Regions from separate parts of the Mus musculus genome. Here region 2 is linked to region 1. The links are chromatin contacts, called in public Hi-C maps. All regions are on one chromosome and are shown on one strand. The core of a region is the stretch at or near the end of the contact, and the rest is flanking DNA. Distances in the headings are between cores, read along the strand shown.

Region 1 (6,762 bases), core at 2,524-5,023:
AATGTGGCAGTGTAGATGGCGGCGCCCTGGGCACACATGCCCACTGCTGGCATGTCGTAGTTCCCTACATTCTGTTGCTTTGTCATCTTAGGCAAACCATTCCACTTTCCCAGGCTTTGCTTCCCGCTGACAGGGCTGAATCTAACAGCATTTGCCCTGCAGAACTGAGGGAGGGAGGGAGGGGTATGCTTCGTGCAATACAGATGTGTGCAGGCCCGAGGCCTGACAGTCAGCTTCCCCACACCTCCTGTCTGACATGGTAATTTAAGACACCCACCAGAAGCCAAAGGCCAACCCTGAGCAACAGCCCCACCCAACCCCCCAGAAAAACTGAGAGAAACAAGAAGAATACAAATCAGACTCTTGCTTTTCAGATGGGCTGTCAAAATTACATCTCCTATAGACTGACTGGAAATGTCTGCTCATCCCCTATGAGCCTTCATTAAGACAAATACCACAATTAAATTCTGAGTCTCAATCTGAGCTGTACCCAAGTCACACGCCAATAACCTCAGTGTACACACCCACCAGACATTCTCTTGATACTCACAGACATCATGAGCTCCGCCAGAACCAATGTCCACGGGCCTGGGTGTTTCTGGTCTGAGAACCTCTGGCTTGAGCCGAGCAGGCCAGAGCTCTTCTGGCCCCAGCACCACTGGGGTGAGGTTTCCCACGGCAGGCTGTGACGGGTCCAGCTTCACTACTCTCTGCTCCTTTGCTGTGAGTCCCATTGGTCCCAGGACCACAGGCACCAGGTGGTCTAGGGGTTTAACAGCCTCTGGATCCTGCTTGGCTGCTTGCCGACCGCTTTGCAAGAGTGAAGCCAGGGTGCCTTGGCCTGTGTCCTCTAAGCAGGAGATGAAGAGAGGAAGGGCCTGCCTCCCTCGGGTCTCAAGGTCTGTGACCAGCTGCCTGGCCTGATCCCGCCGAGACCCAGATCCTGCCTGCTGTTTGGATAGAAAACCAGACACTCATTATCCAGGGACTTCCATGTGGCCCTTAACCTACTTCCCATTTCTCACCTAGCCTCTGCCTCCTGAGTCCTGGCTTCCAGGTGTGTGTCACCACCCCTGGAACAAGCAACAGTCTGTCACTGCCAACACTAGGTTGGAAACTGCTCTGACCACACTTAGCTGAAGGAAATCAGAGGCTGCTGGCGCCTCCCTGGGCAGTTCAGCTTCTGATCCCCCTTAATATGCCTGTGGTAGGTGGGCAGAACCTAATCCAGCAGTGCCCTGAGTTCATGTCCCTCTGCAAAGCAGAAAGATACCTACTGTGGGTGTCCAGTGCTGTGCTAAGTGCTAATTAGCCCTACTAAAAGTAGCAAAAACAGTGGTCAGTAGTTTACACAAGGTACTTAAATTTTTCTCAGTTTGTTTCTAGCATTAAAATAAGAGAACTGGATATAGAAATCAAGATCTCCAGCATTTTTGTTTTTGAGAAAAGTTAAGTTTCTCTTTTGTATGAGGGGAAAGCTTTCATATTTGGGGGGGGGGGGGCGCAGGAATTCTCAAGTAGCCAAGACTGGCCTTCAACTTCCTACATAGCAGAGGATGACCTTTGAACTTCTGACTCTCCTGCCTCCAGAGTCACCAGGCTTGGTTTATGTTGGGGATTGGACTCAGAGATTCATGCATGCTAGACAAGCACTGTACCAAACAAGCTATACATCAGGCTTCGTGTTCTGATTTTGCTTTTAAGTATTTAAGTATGCATGTATGTATGTATGTATGTGTGTATATGTATGTACGTGTGTATGTATCTTTCTATCTGAGTCTGTATGTGGCAACTGTGTGTGCATGGTACCAGTGGAGGCCAGAAAAGGGTGTCAGAACACCTGGAACTGGAGTCAATAGTTGTGAGTTACCACATGGGTTCTGAAAACTGAAATCAATGCTCTTATCCACAGAGGCAGCTCTCAGTCCTTAGTTTTGGCTTCTGAAGACTCCATCTCAGGTAGCCAGGCTGGCCTCAAACTCTGCATGTAGCCAAGGATGCCCTGGGAACACCTGATCCTCCTGCCTCTACCTCCTGAGTGCTTGGATTCCAGATGTATGCCGGCACCCCTGGATCAAACTGCTCCTTTCAAACAATCTGCCACTGCCAACACAAGGGCAGAACTGTTTTGACCACACTTGGCTGGAGAAGGGAGCAAGACAGTGGCTGCTGGTGCCACTCTGGGCAGTTCAGCTCCTGATCCCCCTTAATATGCCTTCTGGAAGGCTAGGACTTTCCCTTCAAACCACTTTTCTTGATCAGTATGGGCCCATCCAAATGTGTTCCTGAGCCTACTTTTGTTATTATTTGGCAGCTAACCACATGACTCTACACCACTTTCTTCTATCTCCTTCACTGGACCAAGCCACGTTCCAATACAGATGCTGGAGACAGCCTTGTAGACAGTCCCCCAGGGCCTGGCACTCATATCCTCTCAGAAAGAAATATTCCCTTTTCAGACCTGTGGTGAGGCATCAACTGGAACAAAGATGCTAAAGTGGTTTTTTTTTTCTCTTTTTAGAGTCCTTTAAGAGTTTTTACTCTGTATCTTCCAATAGAAGATGCATTTATGCATACAGCTATCCTGTTTTCTCTGTAATTTTCATACTCATCTTTAGACTTTGAACAAGTTGACCTTTTCCCTTGTGTAATACAGAATTTTATCAAGCTAAAATTGAACTCTAGTACAATGAAAATAATACTGCCACCATTATATTTTGATCCAGAATAATTCCACTCACACAGTAATCCATATAGCGTAGAAATTCAATACACCCCTTTACACAAGCCATCAACATTGTGACTCATGCTCTAGGTTTAAGTGGGCGAAAGTGGATTAAAAAAAATCAAATGTTTGATTTTATTCTTCTGCATTACCTGCATCAAATTCCTTCTTTTCTGAACTCCTTTATAAAACATGCACTTGATAAAAGCCCAGCCAAAAAAGACAGATCCTGATTCTATGTCCTTGTCCTAGGACAGGATGACCACCGTTCCATTTCACAGCCCTAGAAACTGAGATTCAAAAACGGGAAGTGACTGGTACAATGTGCCAGTATAAGGCTAAAGTGGGTGTCTAGGGCCCTTATACTAGAGAAGAGAAAAATCATAAAAGTTCAAACGGTGCAGATTACAGACCGCTTTTAACAAACACTCCACAAAAGAGGAGCATGGGTTCTTCTATTTTATTCTTGTGGCGAACTAAGAGGGCAGTACTGGGGAAGGTTTTAAAAATGGAGTTCCCACACCATGGTTTCCCAGGGCGTGGATTGCACAGGGTGCAAAGCGGAAAAAAAGGGCAGGAGCTCCGTAGTGGCTTCAGAGAACCTCTCAGCGACCTCCCAGTCCCTATCTGCGCCGCGGGAAAAAGAGGGCGGACACAAGGAGGCGGGGCGCACCTGAATATCCTCGATCATGTCGCGCGTGAAGAGCTCTCGACTCAGCAGAGCGTCCCAGAGCTCCGCGACTTGCAGCTCGCTCACTAGGCGCACCCTGCATCGCCGCAGGAGCTGCCGGTCCGCCTCGTCCATGGCGAGCCGATTGCGGGACCCCGGGTTCTGTCCGCTTCCGGCCCTCGGGTTCCGCCCCGGCGCCCACGCCCCGCCCCCACATAGCGCCTCCAGGGATCCCGCTCCGGCCAGCGGTCACCCGGTCCACTGGGCTCCGCTCCGCCCCGCCCCGCCCCGCCCCGCGGCCTGTGACTCGCGCTCACTGGGCTCCACCTCCGCAATCAAAACAGCTCCCACGGCCGCTCACCCCACCACCAGCCCCCAACACCTCCCTCAACGCCGCGCTCTCAGGCCCCGCCCCTTCGCCACGCCCTACGACCGCGCTGCTTCGCCACGCCCACTGGCGCTGCATTCAAGCTCCGCCCCATCACTTCGCCGTACGGACTAAGACCTGCCTCACATGATAACGCTTCTCCCCTAGGACTCGCCCCTCCTCGCCTCGTAGACCAGCAATCCCGCCCTACCGAGTTCCTTCGCCCCGCCCCGAAGCCCTCCTTTGCATCCCAGACTCTCCCCTAGGGTTCCAGGCCTTGTGGTTGCCTTGCTATCTTGCTCCCATTTGCTGGTTCTGCTTAGCGGTAGTTGTAACTTTTCCCCTCGCATGGCGATTGCTCTACCAAAATTCACAATGACCCTACTTCTACAGATACTCAAAGGATCACGAGAGAAAAGGGAAGAAAACCACGCCTAGACATTTGTCCTAGATCTTTCAAGTCCCTTGCTGGCTGTGGCTTTCTAACGCTGCGGCTAGTAAACCTCTTGCTGCCTGCTGTTTCAGGGCTATCGTGCCCTCAATCTAACCAAGCTCATTGGTTAGATCTCGCTCTCTTTCCCTCCTCAGCACCTCCCCCAGAGAAACTGCCAGGAATCTAATCCTATGTTCTCTCAGTTTTGTACCACTTATTTCCACGACTTAAAAAGTAATTGAAATAACTGGAGAGATGGCTCAGCGGTTAAGAACACCAACTGCTATTCTGAAGGTCATGAGTTCAAATCCCAGCAACCACATGGTGGTTCAACAACCATCTGTATTGAGAAATGACACCCTCTTCTGATGTCTGAAGACAGCTACAGTGTACTTACATGTAATAAATAAATAAATCTTTAAAAAAAGTAATTGAACAAGGTCTGAAGAGATGGATGGTTCAGGGTAAAGAGGACCAGCTGTTCTTCCAGAGGTCCTGAGTTCAAATCCCAGCCACCACATAGTGGTTTACAACCATCTGTAATGGGATCTGATTCCCTCTGTGCATGAAGACAGAGTGCTCATATATGCATTAACTAATTAAACACATTTTTAAAAAAGTAATTGGGCATTGTGCTAGCCCCTTACGCTATTCTCTCTGCTAGCCTTATGCCACATTCCTGACAGGGATATAGTTATTCCTTGATGACAGCTGTAGACATGTGTCAGGGATCTCACAGCGTGACCAGAACCAGAATAGACTCATAGCCAAGAATCCACCTTGGAATATGTCAAACGATAATATTACACTTGTTTCCTGATTTGGGCATCAGTCAACATTTCCTTCCATAAAATAGGATGTACACTCGGGAGGAGCAGCTGAGGTGAATTTACAAACAGGAAATCTGGGGAGAGCAGTAATGAGAAACTCAAAGGGGGTTAGTTGCCCCAAAGTAAAGGAGATTCACCACGTTGGCTAAAACTGGCTTGTTTGGGGATTTGGCAGTTATCCCTGCCACCTGATTTCTCAGACTGTTAAATAACCTAGTTTCAGCTTGGTAAAAATAAACATGAGTGAGTGCAAATTGGTCTGCTGGTGCCAGTGCAGAAAATCAATCCAAAACACAGGTATAGTATAGGTCACTCGAGCAGCAAAGCCTTAGGCACAGACCAATATTCAGCTCTGCGACAGCGCATTCGCCTAGCATGCACGAGAGGCGGGGGGGGGGGGGGGGATGACGATGATAGGCTTTAGCTTCATTTTTTATTTATTTTGCAACTAACTATTCAAATATTTACTGGCAGCTTGTACAAACCAAGGTCTGTGCAGACAGTGATACAATGCTGAACAAGAAAAGTGTGAGACTCTACCTGCAGGAGCTTACCTGAAAGAGCTCTACCTGAAAGAGCCCAAAGAACAACGATATACACTAAATGTATAGAAGAGAGAGCCAGGCATGGTAGTGCAGACTTTTAATCCCGGCACTCTTTGAGGAGGCAGAGGCAGGCAGATCTCCTGAGTTTGAGACCACCCTGATTCACCTAGTAAGTTCCAGGCCAGCGAGGATTACACGGTGAGACCCTGTCTCAAAAGCAAACAACAAAAACAGCATGCTAGGTAAGTGTTTTAGAAACCGATTACATAAGAACTCACTCAACACGAGGCATGGAATAGAAAATACATCAAGAGCCCTTGGTCACGGGCGCAAAAAAAAAAAAAAAAAATGTCAGCCTTATTCACCACGCCCTCTTCCCTCGGTTCTTTTGTTTGTTTGTTTGTTTGTTTGTTTGCTTGTTTGTTTGTTTTTTCAAGACAGGGTTTCTCTGTACAGTCCTGGCTGTCCTGGAACTCACTTTGTAGACCAGGCTGGCCTCGAACTCAAATATCCACCTGCCTCTGCCTCCCAAGTGCTGGGATTAAAGGCGTGCGCAACCACGCCCGTCTTTCCCTCAGTTCTTGTCCAAATTCCAGTCTAGAACATCCTTGGGTTGATGTACTGAATTTGGAGCCTTGGATTCTAAGCTTCGGGCAAGTCTTTGGCCCTCTCCGAACTTCAGTATATGAAGAGGTTGAACTAGGAAGAATCCCTAAGGTCGCCTCAAACGCTGACGCTCTAGGATTCTATGAATAGGGTCAAAGTGAACTGGGACCAGCGACTGCGTCCCCGTCCTAGCAACAGTTGCTAGATGTGGGCCATCTTCTGGCAACCAGTGGAAACCCCTCCCCGGTTCCGGGAGGTCTTCCTGGTATCCCGTGATGCATAGCGACTCCGCCTCGCTAGAAGGCACGTTCTGGCCTCGCTAGTCAAGAGCAAGCTTTCAGACCCAGCCAGAGAGCGCTCTCCGTTCCTATAGCAACTGCGCCAGATCCAGGTGCCTACGGTGACCGTCAAGGCCAAAATAGGTTCATCGCGTGTGCGGCCTAAACCGGTCTGTGCGCGCGTCGCAGGCGTGGGGTCTTTAAGTGACACGTGACTGCCCCGGGCCTGGGCCCCGCCTCCTTCCCCTCCCCAGGTTCTCTGGTGTGGACTGGAAGCGCCGGCCCCGGCGGATTCACTGGAGCACGGA
Region 2 (6,762 bases), core at 1,877-4,376, 9.3 Mb before region 1:
AACAACAAAAACCACGAATAAAAATTGCTCACTCGACAAAATAAAAGGGAAACCCGGTGGAGATTGGTGTTGACGGAAGGGTGCCACGGTACAGTACTTTCCAGGTAATGAGGAGCCAAAGAAATCTGATGCTTTCAAAGCTAACTTATGAGAGAACCAATTTTGCATTTGCTAATGCCAGTTTAAAACTCCCAGGTTAAGTGTGAGAATTGGTTGGTATGAGATTTTCTTTTTTTAAAAAACAAAAAACAAAAAACAAACCAACATGGTTCTGGCTGCCAACCGTGAGTTAAAACTCGAGGCTTGTTGTGAAGCCTAAAAATATTCACAAATGAGCTTTAAGCTGGTGTCTTCAGAAGGAAGGTAGAAACAAAAGGATTGTGGTTAAAAATAATAATAATAATAAAAACTGGGGTCAGTGCTCTCGGTGCCTTTTCTATAATTGTACTTGTTTTTTAATTACTTCCTTTCACTGCCAACCTCAAATTACTGTACAGTACATGTCTTTCTGCTTGTGATCAGCTTGGAACAGCGACAGCCCCACAGCTAGGAGCCACCTGTACATTTGTAAGCTGACCCGACCCAATTTTGTTTTTACATGTGTGGGTTATGTTGCAGCTGTTGCAATCCTCGACCCCCCTACCCCCGCCCCCACCACACCTATTATTTTACACAATTTGACCTGTCTGAGGACACTGAGTAATTTACATAAACAATTGTATTCATAACAGGGAATAGAATGTAAAGCCAGCTCTTTTCAGAATATCCTATCTCAATCATGGATCTGGATACATTTACTCCATTGCTTATGGTTCAGATGACCAATCATTTGACCAGAGCAATGACCTCAGTGGATTTGCTTCAACCCTCACATTTATTTTTTAGTGTTTCACATGCCACATTAGCTGAATATGTTAGAAAACTCTGGAAGATAAAGACTTACATAGAATTAGGAAGTTCTTATGGAGGAGATAGAAGTAGGGTCAAAACCTACCAGTACAACTGTGAATTCTAGGTGAGGTCGAAGCATACTTCCACTGACACAAAGCATTTATGACCACCTTTTTTGATTGTAACTCTTAATTTTGAATATAAGGTGATAGGCGCAGCTTTCTTGGATAATCTGAATTCCCAAGTGCCAGGAGTAGGATTTCATGATAAAATTAATAGCTAATCTTATTCTGTCTCCTGAAGATTTAATTGCTATCCTTGTTACCCATTCAAAATCAGCTGTACTGTGTGAATGAAATAAAGACATTAAGATGAACCCCTTTCTGGCTGCACGGTCGCTTATGGCAGTTCCACACAGTAGTTGGCGCCCAACGGGGGGTCCCTGAGACTTGCATGTAAAACTAGTCTAGATGTCTCCTTTTTTGTAAGTTTTATTTTTGTAATTGTGCATGTAAAGCATCATTGAGTCAATGGATCTGTTGAAGAACTCAGCTGCTGGAAACCATGCAAAATGTTTTGAATTGCCCTTAAAAATATGGAAAATGTTTTCTGAATGCTTTATATTCTTTCTGCTGTAAATTAAAAATGAAGAAAATTTCCCCATATTATCTGTGTTTTGCTTTAACCTGATCTGAAATCCAAGGTGTTGACAGTGAGGTCATAGTTAGAACTGGAAGTATTATTTTACTTTCCACATGCAGTGTTCTCCCACCCAGCCTTTCACTTAGAGCCACTTTCCCAAAGCACTTCCTTTCTACCTACCTTGCCTGGTTCCTTAACACATCGATTTATTTTAAATGCAGTTACTTGGAAGATAAGGATCTCAATTTTAAATTAACCTTTCTCATGTAGCTCAGAGTACCCATGAATTCCCAACGCTTAAGCTTAAGGGTGACATTGAACCTCTTAACCTTTTACCTAAAAGCTTTCGTTGCGATTATGGGTGTGCTAACAGCCTGGGTCTACGTGGTTCTGGGGATCAAACCCAGGGCTGCATATTAGACAAGCACTCTGCCAACTAAGTACACTCTTTAGCTCTACTAGGTAGTTGGCTGGGTTGTGTGTGTGTGGTTTTTGTGTGTGTTTTTTTTTTTTTTAAGACCCTTTCCAGCTTACCTCACAAGGCCTCCCTGCTAGGTATTCTTCGTCACTGTTCCAGTCCTCTTGGCTGTAGAGTTCTGTTATCTCTCTGGTAGGACTTCACTTCTGATCTACCTCAGAACTAGTGCCAGTTTCACACTCTGAACCTCCCACCAGGAGCCCACTGCATTTTCTGTTCACTGTTTAAGCCCGGCCCCACACTCTCCATTTCCTCCTATCCAGAATGGTTTTTATAACTACTACTCAACCTAGTACCCACTGGTGTGGCGCTCTTTAATTGCAACACACACCTTTGGGAGTTACCATGCTGAAGTGGAAAAATACCTTAGTGTATTTCATTGAGTGAATCCACCAACGGAGTTTATTTAGTCTGTTTTAGACCTTGTTGGGATTCTTTTCCACATAACTACTCACCCCCGTTGAACAAAAATTGAGTGTCGTCTCCGCAAGGGCCAGGGAATTACAGAAATGAAGAACCTTACAGTTCTCTAAGCCAAGGCTCCCTTTAGGGATTTAATATCCGTGCAATGGCAAATATTTGTCATGTGAGAACCTGAGAGGAGACTTCTCCCAAATCCTGTGGCCAAGACTCCACATGGACTTCCTACTGCCTCTTTCTCAGAAAAGAACTTTGTCTCCTCAGGACCACTAGATTATTCTGGAACGTTAGGCACGTCCGCTGTTTCTAACATGAGAGACAAGGTATGCGGGCTCACAGTAATGTAAAACGTACCCATTCTCACTCTAAACTGCCTTTCCAGGGCTAGAGACAGGGCAGCAGAGACACTGCAGGGAGCTGCTGTGATTCCTTGGCGGCGAAGAGCCCAGCCCAAAGGCGCAGGCGCCGCGCTCTAGCCCCGCCCACTTGTCCACCGAGAACGCCCGCCCACTCGTCAGCGCCGGCGCTACTTCAGCGCAAGCTCTGGCCCCTCCCACTCCGCTCTGCTCCGAGGTGACAGCCCGCGCTGCGCCCGGCTCGATTCCTATCCCGCCCATTTCCGGCGCGCCCCTGGCGACTAAGAGCGCGTCGCGGGTTCCGGTCCGGCCACCGCTCGTGACGTCACCACGGCCCCGCCCATCTCCTCAGCCTCGGTTGCCTGCAGCGCGAGTCCGTCGACCCTCGGCCATTCGCCGCCGCCACCGCCGCCAAAATGTGAGTGACGCGCTGCGCTGAGAGGCGAGGCGGGCTCCGGGGATGGTGGCCCACTCCTGCGACCCGCTTCAGGCGCGGTGGCCGCTGCTTGACACTCGGACTCGAGTGGAGGCCTCGCAGGCCTACGCGCGGAGTCCCGGGGCCTGAGGTGGGCAGCGGCCCCGCGGTGCACCCTGTCCCCGGACGCTGCGGGACGAGTCGTGGCGCCGCGACGTCCCCGAGTGCCCCGCGGACGGCGGGCAGACGCGGAAGGACGGGGGTGGGGACACCGCCTGACCGAGGAAGCGGCCGCCACACCCCGCGGCTCCTTCCTCGCGAGGGGCGGGAGCGAGCGTGAACGCTCACTCTGTGCGCGGGGTGCGCCCGGCAGGAGCGGGAGACCTGAGGTGGCCGGGAGCCCGTCGTAGGCCAGCGTTTGGCGCTCCCGACGCATCTGGGCAATGGGTTTCTCTTCCGTTTTAAGCCAGCACACTCTGGTTTTAAAATTGGTTTCTAATTGCAACCTTCAGCCAGAATTGTTGTCACCACTTAAGATGTACCTGGTCAGACTGCTGAGCAAATGGCAGTGTCCGGTCCACACTCAAGAGGATTAAATTGGTTCAGTTCAGCCAGCCGCATGTTCAGCCTAAGTTTTAATAAGATGGGAAGGATCGTAGTATCCTCTTTAGTGATATTAGACTTTAAAGAGAGAAAAAATAAATAACATGGATAGTGCTTCCAGAGCACGGTCCTTACCTGTTTAATTTTCGGACCCTGAGTTATGTGAGACAGCCATCAGTGATGTGTCCTTGGTGGTAGACACAGTGCAAACTTTAAAAAGTGCTGTGAGTCAACCCTAGAGTGACAGTTGTGTAGGAAGGCAAAAATTGGAAGCTGTTTTAGATACAAGAGTTTAATGGAGGCAATAAGGACTTAAAAACCAGAGTACTTGTGAAAAGTGGGGATGAGTGAAAATCCAGACTCACTGAACCTATGAGAGATGAATGACTTTCCAACAGAGACAGTTGCTTCAGCCTCCTTCCCGTTCATACAGACCCCCTCCATGCACTTTGAACCTATTTCTTCATATTGTCTGTTCTGTGATTGTTCCTAATTATCAGCCACAACAAAAAGATCAGGAGTCTACTTTAAACATCTGTGTGTCTTAAAGCAAGTTTAAAAAAAAAAAAAACCCACACTTTATTGACATAGAACAGATCTTGTTAAATATTTGTTTCAGACTTTTATCACTATCAAGTGATACAGTCTTAAGAATTATTGAGGGGTTATAAAAACATATTAGTGCCTTTATTTTTTACCTTGGGACTTTTAAGAAATAACTGCAGTGTAAGGAGTTAAGACTGCGTCCCACCATAACAGTTTATACACACAAACAGGCCATGGTATACTTGAGAGCAAAGGACACTTGAGAGCAGAGAACAACCTCACATGTCAGTCCTGGCTTTCCACCTTATTGGAGACACTATCTCTTGTTCAGTGCTGCATGTATCAGGTGAGCTGGCCCTCAGGCTTCCAAGACTCTCATGTGTCCACCTCCCATGTCATGGTTGGAGCATTGGGATTATATATTAGCTTATCAAGTGCACTGGGAATTACAGTGTACTCATACTTGTGACTTTATACCTTTCAGGTCTACAGGTGTGCCTTCGGGGTCAAGTGCTGCCACTGGCAGTAATCGAAGACTCCAGCAGACACAAAATCAAGTAGATGAGGTACCACTCTAAAATTTTAAATGTGACTTTTAAACAAACATGGGAATTCTCTAGAATTTTATTTAGAAAAAGAGTCGTTGGAGCTAGAAAGATGTCTCGGGAGTTAAAAGAACACTTACTTGTTCTAGCAGAGGATCCACCTGGGTTCCAAGCACTCTCATTTGTATCACGAAACTGCTTGTAACTGCCTCCAAGGGCACATGCATGCACCTGTACACACAGACACAAGCATGTAATTATTTTTTTAAAACATTAGAGAAAAAAGGCATCAGCAGTGTGTGGGCATAAATTTTGACTATATCAGAAGTCATCTTTTTAAACGTGTATTTAAAGGGCAATAGTACAGATTCTGCGAGAAACTCAGACAAGTATTTCCATATTCTTTTTGTTTAGGTTTATTTTTATTTTATGTATATGATGCTTTGCCTGAATGTTCTAGAAGCCATCTTCTAAGCACAAAGGAGACTCTTCCTGGTTTCATACTAATTTTTCTACTACCAATTACAAACCTAAAACATATCTGAAAGCTTGTCCCCAGAGCCACTTGTAAGATAGGGTAATTGGATTATTCAAGCCAGGAACAAGTCTTTCTGATTTGGGTTTTGTTTTGTTTCCAAATTGTTGTGTGTCTTATAGCCAGGTTTACTAGTTCCCTAATAGAGGCAGGTCTTTGCTTTCTCTGATATTTGTTGAAGGACCCATAGCAGGTGGAACTGCTGTAGCCCCAGCTCTCCCTAGAATTCTTGAGCTAGTGGAGTCTTAAGGCATCTTTTGTTTTGGTGTGCTCATGTAGAACCACAGTGCAGATCCTGCGAGAAGCTCAGACCACTACTTCCATATTTTTTTATTAAGATTTACAAGTATGAGGGTTTTGCCTACATGTACGTGTACTGTGTGTATATGTGTGTGTGTGTGTATGTACTATGTGTGTGTGCTGTGTGTGTATGCAGTTTCTGCAGAGTCCAGAAGACATCAAAACCCTTGGAACTAGAGTTATAGAAGGTTTTCAGCTGCTTTATTGGTGCTGGGAACTAAACCCAGGTTGAACCATCTCCCCACTCATACACACACACACACACACACACACACACTCACACACACACACACATCTCCCAGACAGGGTTTCTCTGTGTAGTCCTGGCTGTCCTTGTAACCCAGGCTGGCCTCAAGCTTAGATCCACTTGCCTCTACCTCCTGAGTGCTGGGCTTAAAGGCGTGTGTGCCACCATCACCTGGCACAATCTTTCTGCCTTAGGCTGTTCTAAAACTTGTTATCTTAGATACTATTATTAAATCATACAGTAAGATTTTTCTATGATGATTTCTTTATGAACTTAATTCTGAACACTTTATACTTTTACACTAATTCTGTCACTTAAAAAAACTCAAATTCTACCCTTTTTAGAAATTAAAGAAATTTTAAAGATAATCTAGTTTTTGTTCTTTGAGGAGATATTCCTGTAACATACAATTAAGTGTTTTTGAAAGTCTGTCATTTAGTGTTTAATATGTTTAGTATATTCAGTGGTTTGCACAGTCATCTCCTCTTTCTGCTTTCAGAACTGTTTTGTCTCTACTAAGAAGCACCCTGAACTCGTCACTCACCTCTCATTCTGCTGGTTGCCTGGTAACCTGTAGTCAGCTGTTTCGTTGGGTTTGCCTATTCCAGGTGTAGCATGTTCCAGGGTCAATGTTAGGCTTCTCTCTCTTCAGTGTGGCCCATGTTCATGGAGGTTGTAGAAACCTCCATGCTGGCACCTTGTTTCCTCTTTTGGCTGAGTGATTGTTTATGATCTTAGTAAACCATGATTTATTGGTAACTGAGCTCTTCTGACCTCTCTGCTG

The links. Hi-C and Micro-C count contacts between places; a contact is called where the count stands out from the background.
Region 2: a Hi-C map of CD8 T cells shows a contact between it and region 1, with 5 times the contacts expected there. The contact joins the promoter of Vamp3 here to the promoter of Casp9 in region 1. A contact is called at or near these places in 2 of 484 Hi-C or Micro-C datasets (CD4 T cells and CD8 T cells).

The regions. Positions count from the first base shown.
Region 1 is chr4:141,790,623-141,797,384 of GRCm38.p6, reverse strand. It overlaps Casp9 (caspase 9), which reads right to left and starts at 3,773. Exons shown (of 9, transcript NM_015733.5): 1 at 3,399-3,773; 2 at 551-950. The coding sequence starts at 3,530. It overlaps Dnajc16 (DnaJ heat shock protein family (Hsp40) member C16), which reads left to right and starts at 6,741. Exons shown (of 15, transcript NM_172338.2): 1 at 6,741-6,762.
Region 2 is chr4:151,054,317-151,061,078 of GRCm38.p6, reverse strand. It overlaps Vamp3 (vesicle-associated membrane protein 3), which reads left to right and starts at 3,126. Exons shown (of 5, transcript NM_009498.4): 1 at 3,126-3,205; 2 at 4,836-4,917. The coding sequence starts at 3,204. It overlaps Gm38529, which reads right to left. Exons shown (of 2, transcript XM_017320565.2): 2 at 2,023-5,127. The coding sequence starts at 3,638. The coding sequence ends at 3,069. Camta1 (calmodulin binding transcription activator 1) reads left to right here. Exons shown (of 24, transcript NM_001081557.3): 24 at 1-1,556.